2 separate regions of the Hordeum vulgare genome follow, and region 2 is linked to region 1. The links are chromatin contacts, called in public Hi-C maps. All regions are on one chromosome and are shown on one strand. Each heading gives the region's core, a stretch centred on a gene start, on an enhancer-like site or on the middle of the called end of the contact. The rest is flanking DNA. Distances are from core to core; before and after follow the strand shown. Region 1 has its middle 8.7 kb from the start of LOC123440161. Region 2 holds the start of LOC123444244 (5'-nucleotidase SurE).

Region 1 (3,349 bases), core at 432-2,931:
CCAAACGGGCCAATAAACATTATGAAAACCTGCTTCATTAGTATTATTTGGCCTGGGCGGACCACATGCACATGCACATGCAGATCGTCTATTCGGATCAACGGTTGACTCTTTTGTCAAAATAAAGAATGAAATACTCGGAAGTACATGTAAGTTGTGCATGCACAAGATGTTGACTGACAATAGACAAGGCACGTGTAATATATCCTAACAAATTTGTCACATATCGACGCGAGGAGCACATGCTACCATCATTGACACTGCATATGGTACATACGGAACAGAAACCGACGGATGATTTCATCTATGCAGCATGTGTGTCTCATCGGCGGAGAGCGGCTCGATCTCGCAGGTCTGGATGCCCTCACTGGGCTCCTTAGGGAAGCCCTTGTTGATGCAGGCCATGTCGCAGCTCTTGATGCACGATGTTTCTCGGCATTTGCCCTTGCAATCTTGCAAGGATGGGATGTGTGTCCGCATACACAGCTTCACGCACTCGCATATACAGTTCTGCCCCGCCTCCGCACGCTCCATCGCCGCCGCCATCATCATCACCACCATCACCGCCGTCGCCGCTGCTGCCGCTTGCCGCCTCGTCACCATCCCGATGCGGATTTCCTTTTTTCCTTGACGCAAATTTGTGTTCAAATTAGTAAGGGGTTTTCCTTCGTGCCAATTAAAGGCGTCGTTGGTGGCAAGGTGCTACCTCATATAGCACAGACAATGCTGCTCGCTCAATTAGCTCGTTGGTAGGCCTTAAAAGGAGGACTCGATTGGCTAATCACGGAAATGCCTAATAATAGCGTTATGCACTAAGCTGGTATGTACCCCCCCCCCCCCCCCCCCCCAACGAGCAATAGATAATTCAGGTCATGATTTATCACAAGGTAACACATATACTATAACGAATGTACGTTCAAATAGCAATTGATTGACGCATATTGAGCCTCATCATGTATGTTCGTTTAGGATAACATGATGTGGGTCTAGGGATGTGCTTGCCAGCCCTAGATCGCGACGCGAGACTATATAAAGGATACATAAAAAATCAGAAAGTCAAATGAACCTTTTATTTTCGATGAGAGCTAAGCAGTCAGCATCAATGATCGTGCCAAAAGCAGACGAGAAGAAAAGCAAAACCCCGTCCATCATCGTAAACTAAAACTATTGGCCCTATGTTTAAGTTGGACGTCTCAGCACTACACGGCAATTTGTGATAGATCAATCTTTTTTACGATGGGGACGGCGCACACGAGAAATAATAGGCACCAGTTGGTCATCCCCGTGCCGTGCCGTGCGTGCGTGCGTGCACCAGAATGATGAGGTAGCCGTGCGTCCATGCATGGCGCGCACCTTCTGATCCCAAAGCCAGCCACGGGGAAACCACTCCGGCTCCCGGTACGTGGAAGGAATTAACAACTTTGACTTTGATGACGCGAGGAACGGATTCCACCGTTGGCGATGACAGCGAGCCACCGACGGCTCCCTGTCGCGCTCCCCGTCCGTCCGCACCACAGCCGCAGATGCGCGGGGATGAAATTAAGCTTTTCCCTCCCGGGCGCGACGTGGATCCTACTACGGTCGGGGGATCCCTCCCGGGCGCGACTCAACGACTACTACGTGCGATGCGAGGCCATCCAGCACATGACATCCGGAAAGGACTCACATGGGGTGCCGCCCCTCCCACGACCGAGGTTGTCTGCTATTTAGTGGCCCGCGCGTACAGATGTGCGCATGATACTGTGCGCCAGGTTTCCTGACCTCGTGTCTACAAGATTTACTATCGTGTCTACAAGATTTACTATTAGGCCTTCCGTAATGCATTGTCTCTTAGCGCGATATCCTAGGTAGTATACGATCGTTAGATACAACCATCCTAATGTATTGTATGTTAAGTGTCGTATCTTAGTAAGCATGTATTTAATGATTTTGACCTCATACTAATATGTGATTGGTCTAACAAGTTATTTTGTCTATGATACCGTGCAAGAGCCGTATCCTAAATAAGATACAACAACCTCCTCTTTCCTAAATAAATATAGTGCCACGTCAGCATTTTGCCTATGATATTGTGCCAAGATACTACCATTACGGAAGGCCTTAGCCCACACGGATCCACTAAGAATATCTACACCCGGACTCCTCAGACACTCTTCAAATATTCAGGTAGTTCGCTGGATCAGTGCCCACAAAACATCGACCCAAACAACCATTTCAAATCAACCTCAAACGTTCGGGCTGACGTACACCCTCATTTCCAGCCCAGATATGGGGCGGATATGGGCACGCCCGCCAAATCGGTGTGATGACTTGACCTCACGTGGACTCGTCGGGAAACCCGACGGTCCGACGGGGTCCTCGACCATAGGCGCAGTGTGAACGCCGCGTGACATCGCTCCGGCTCCCCGTCCAAGGTCGAGGCCGGCTTACGGCGCCCCCAGCCCTAGCTCACCCGCCTCTTCCTTCTGTCCGCCGCCACCCGAGCCCATGCGCCTCCTCTCGCAGTTCCCTCTCCGTCAAGATGGCCGGGCGGCTCATCACCACGTACGCACAGTTCACTCCGGAGCGACGCTTTCAAATCAAGGTGGAGATCCAGGCTTGTCGCGCTACCTGCATCGTTGCGGGTCTCCCTCCGGACTCGCCGGAGACGAAGGAGGAGGAGCAGCAGCAGGAGGAGTAGCCGGGGGCCATGGAGGAGGAGGCTCCCGGCTTGAGGATGACAGAGGCGGAGGAGGAGTTCGCCGTCGCCCGATCGGAGGAGATGGCGGAGCAACAAGCCATCATAGATTTCATCTGGGATGAGACCGAGGTGGAGGCCAAGTGTCGGCTCATTCGGCAGAGGCAGGCGGAGGCCGACGCCTTCTTCGACGGGCTCAACACGTAGATTGATGCCGAGGAGGCCGCAGCGGAGCAGCCAGAGGGGGCGGAGTTGTGGCAGGCGGCCATTTATCCACACGAGGGCACGAAAATCATCGATATCTCCCATGAGGAGTAGATAGGTTTTACGTAGTACGTATGTTTCATATCTTGCATGTTTTTGTATAGGTTTGAGGATCCTAATATGAGATGTTAGGATGCAGAATGAATTATTAAAGCGTGACCGGTTAGTCTCCACGGACGCGTCCGGGCGTTTGAGGGGCCGAATTTGAGGGGTCCGGTTGTAGATGCTCTAATTGTACCATCTCGGTGCTGATGAGCTCAGCCTGGAATGCCGACTAGAGTCACTTAGTCGTGGAGTTGAGGCCAACTCCCACGCACACCCCCAAAACGTTTGGTTGTGTCTGTTGGGTTCAAAAGGACGGATGACACGGTCCAACAAACGACTGCATCCATATTTTTTGTTCGTTTC
Region 2 (3,349 bases), core at 509-3,008, 110 kb after region 1:
CACTAACTCAAGTCCGATCATCACGTGAGTTGAGTATAGTTTCACTGGTAAACATCTCTATGTTAATCATATCAACCATACGATTCATGCTCGACCTTTCGGTCTCTTGTGTTCCGAGGCCATGTCTGTACATGCTAGGCTCGTCAAGTTTAACCCGAGTGTTCCGCGTGTGCAACTGTTTTGCACCCGTTGTATGTGAACGTTGAGTCTATCACACCCGATCATCACGTGGTGTTTCGAAACGACGAACTGTCGCAACAGTGCACAGTCGGGGAGAACACAATGTTATCTTTGAAATTTTAGTGAGGGGTCACCTTATAATGCTACCGCCGTTCTAAGAAAGATAAGGTGCATAAAAGGATTAACATCACATGCAATTCATAAGTGACATGATATGGCCATGATCTTGTGCTTCTTGATCTCCATCACCAAAGCACCGGCATGATCTTCATCGTCACCGGCGCCACACCATGATCTCCATCATCGTGCCGCCATCGAGGTTGTCATGCTATCTATGCTATCATCGTGCAAAAAAGATATGCACCCATAGGTTGCAACATCGCAAGAGGACCAAAAATCAACAACCACCAACAAATCGGGGAAGAATTGCATGTGGTTCAAATTCCTATCCGAGTAAACAAACATCACCACCCCGATGTTCACCCAATCCGGATTGAACTTGGGTTTCTGAACCATCTCCACTTCAAACTACACAACACCACCCCGCCGCCAACCAATACGGGATGAACCCAACACACCTCAACCTACCTCTGCTACAAATCAATCTCAATAAATATCGTTCTGACCCATCTACTACCGAATTATGCGAGGAACAGAGGGGATGAAGGGACCGCACAGAAAAGGAAATCACTGGAAAATTCATCGGCAACCTTGGTCGTTACCCATCGCAGATGAACCCCGCACTCCCGCCTCTTTTCACCGCGGAAGAACGAGCTGCCCTTGACCCGGCCGCGAATCACCCCGAATGAGAGAGGAGGTAGAGCAATGGCGGAGTGCAAGCGCGTTTACCCAAAATCGAACCAACCAGTCCCGAATGAATGCTAGTGAGATCGTGCAGGTGGATGAGTGGAGAACATCCACCACGATTGACGACACGAACAACACAGTTAGTCCCACCTAAGAGAGACACTGAAATGAGAACGACTACAAAATTTATCTAGAGAATAACACTTGTCTGATCGACAATGGACGAGATCAGGGTCATTCAGGCCTGTTGCCATTTTCCCGTCGTACGGATTTTAGTAATTTCAATAAAAAAGGAGTTGGAAATCAGATTCAGAAAGAATCACATATAACACATCCCTTGGCAACATGCTTACAAAGCTCTTTTCTTGTGCTCTTTGTCTCATTATATTTTCACTATTTTTTCGCTTATTTCCTCATACTTCTTTTGTCAATTCTAAACGTGGAGACAAAGCTCTTCTAGCAGTTTAATTATGTACTACTCCCTTCGTCCTATAATTCTTGTCATTGTTTCAATAATGGACTCAAAAAAGACACTGAGAAATACTTCCTTCGTTTAAATATGCTTGAGTGATAAATAATTTCGGAGGAAGGAAGGCATAGGAGATGGTGGATGACAATTTGACAAAGCAATTTTGGCACACTTTTGCTTGGGCAGCACTTGACTTTCCTCTCAAATGTGTGCGGGTCAAAAAGAGGCTCGCTCGACACGTAGAGCGGGCCCGGTCTGGATAAATCCATAAACTATGCGCGCCCACCCCATTCCACTCCATTTTCTTCCTCCGCTTCGCCTGGAACATTTGCCTCTCCCCTCCTCCCTCCGTACCCCCCTCCCCCCTCTCTCTCCCAACGCCCGTCCATCTCTCCGGCGAAACCGATGGCCGCGAGCTCAGGCGACGAGTCCCGGAGGCCCAACCCCCTCCCCTCGGCGCTCGTGTCCAATCTGCAGTCCGTCCTCGCCGCCCGCCGCCCGCCTCCGCCCGAGGACGCCGCGGCCGAGACCCCGGCTCCCGCGGCGTCCGCGGCCGAGGATGGGTCGTCCGATGATGCGCCCGCTAAGCCCGTCGTCCTTCTGACCTGCGCCGGTGGGATCCAGTCGCCGGGTCTGGCGGCGCTCGTCGACGCCCTCGTCAAGGGCGGCCGATGCGACGTCCACGTATGCGCCCCTGAATCGTATGTCCCCCAATCCGAGCGCCCAACCTCCTGATTTCTCGTTACATTTCTCTCTTGAGATTCATCGTTTTGGCTGGATTTTTTCCCCCGTGAACTGCTGTAACTCTCTAATCCATCATTAATCATTGTCCCTGTTGTTCTTCAAGCAATTTAATCACAACATTTTGTTAATTTGAAGGGACAAGCCTGTCTGTGGTCATTCCATTACCATCCGGGAGACCGTGTCCGCGACATCCGTCCATTTTGCAGGGGCGAAGGCTTTTGAGATATCAGGTGAGGGTTCTTCGTCCATTTGTGTGCCATTTGTATCATACCATTCCTCATCGATTGGGTATTGTGAGTTTGCTCTATGCTAATTATGACGACTCTTAATGTAGGGACGCCGGTGGATTCTGTCTCATTGGCATTATCTGGGAGGCTATTTTCTTGGTCGGCACCTGCTTTGGTATTGTGCTTGTTAACTTTGTGTAGGGGGGAAGGTGGATTTACTATCCTTTGTCATTGAGGATGATTCCATTTGGTTTGCAGGTGATCAGCGGTATCAATGCTGGGCCAAACTGCGGCTATGAGATGTATGCTCTTGTTTCACTAGTGGGCCATTTATAGTCTGTTTTCACTTTAGTTATGCAATTGATTACAAATCTGTGTAGGTTCCACTCTTCTGCCATTGCTGCTGCAAGAGAGGCCTTAATGTGTGGGGTACCTTCAATTGCAATCTCATTGAATTGGTGGGTATGCGATTAGTCACATTAAAACTGTGTTTCAAATCTACTCTATCATTCCTGGTATTGTTTGTTCACTCAGTAACACAAGCTAATGACGAATGGTGGATATATGCAACTAGGAAGAAGAATGAAACCAAAGACAATGACTACCAGGATGCAGCTGGGCTGTGTTTGCCACTGATACATGCTGCCTTGGCAGATATTGAGAAGGGAACTTTCCTCAAAGGGTGCCTGCTAAATGTTGGGGTTCCAAGCTCGCCAGCTGCAAATAAGGTTATTTTGTGAACAAAACTTGAACTCAAACTCCATTTAGGGCCAAAAATAGCAACATAGCTGTAGAAGTACATGAATCCTTTTACTTGTTGTTCACTTTGTCTTTTGGTGACAAGCATACTGGACCATGCTATTGCTATTGTTTATGGGCCAGAGCACTACACATAAGTATATAACTCATTATGTCCTCAACT

Evidence for each region. Hi-C and Micro-C count contacts between places; a contact is called where the count stands out from the background.
Region 2: a contact with region 1 is called in a Hi-C map of leaf, with 2.6 times the contacts expected there. The contact joins the promoter of LOC123444244 here to the enhancer-like site in region 1. A contact is called at or near these places in 4 of 6 Hi-C or Micro-C datasets (leaf and seedling) and 1 of 1 datasets of contacts at active chromatin or transcription factors (embryo).

Annotation. Positions count from the first base shown.
Region 1 is chr3H:457,944,695-457,948,043 of MorexV3_pseudomolecules_assembly, forward strand. No RefSeq gene overlaps it. Among protein-coding and RNA genes, the nearest start is that of LOC123440161, 8.7 kb to the left of the region's middle. Within about 2 kb of position 1,682, at least 3 of the 3 cell types and tissues checked have open chromatin away from gene starts, as enhancers often do. A contact at or near this core is called in leaf and seedling, where this site is marked.
Region 2 is chr3H:458,058,999-458,062,347 of MorexV3_pseudomolecules_assembly, forward strand. It overlaps LOC123444244 (5'-nucleotidase SurE), which reads left to right and starts at 1,759. Exons shown (of 10, transcript XM_045120908.1): 1 at 1,759-2,157; 2 at 2,336-2,430; 3 at 2,535-2,602; 4 at 2,686-2,729; 5 at 2,808-2,885; 6 at 3,002-3,155. The coding sequence starts at 1,862.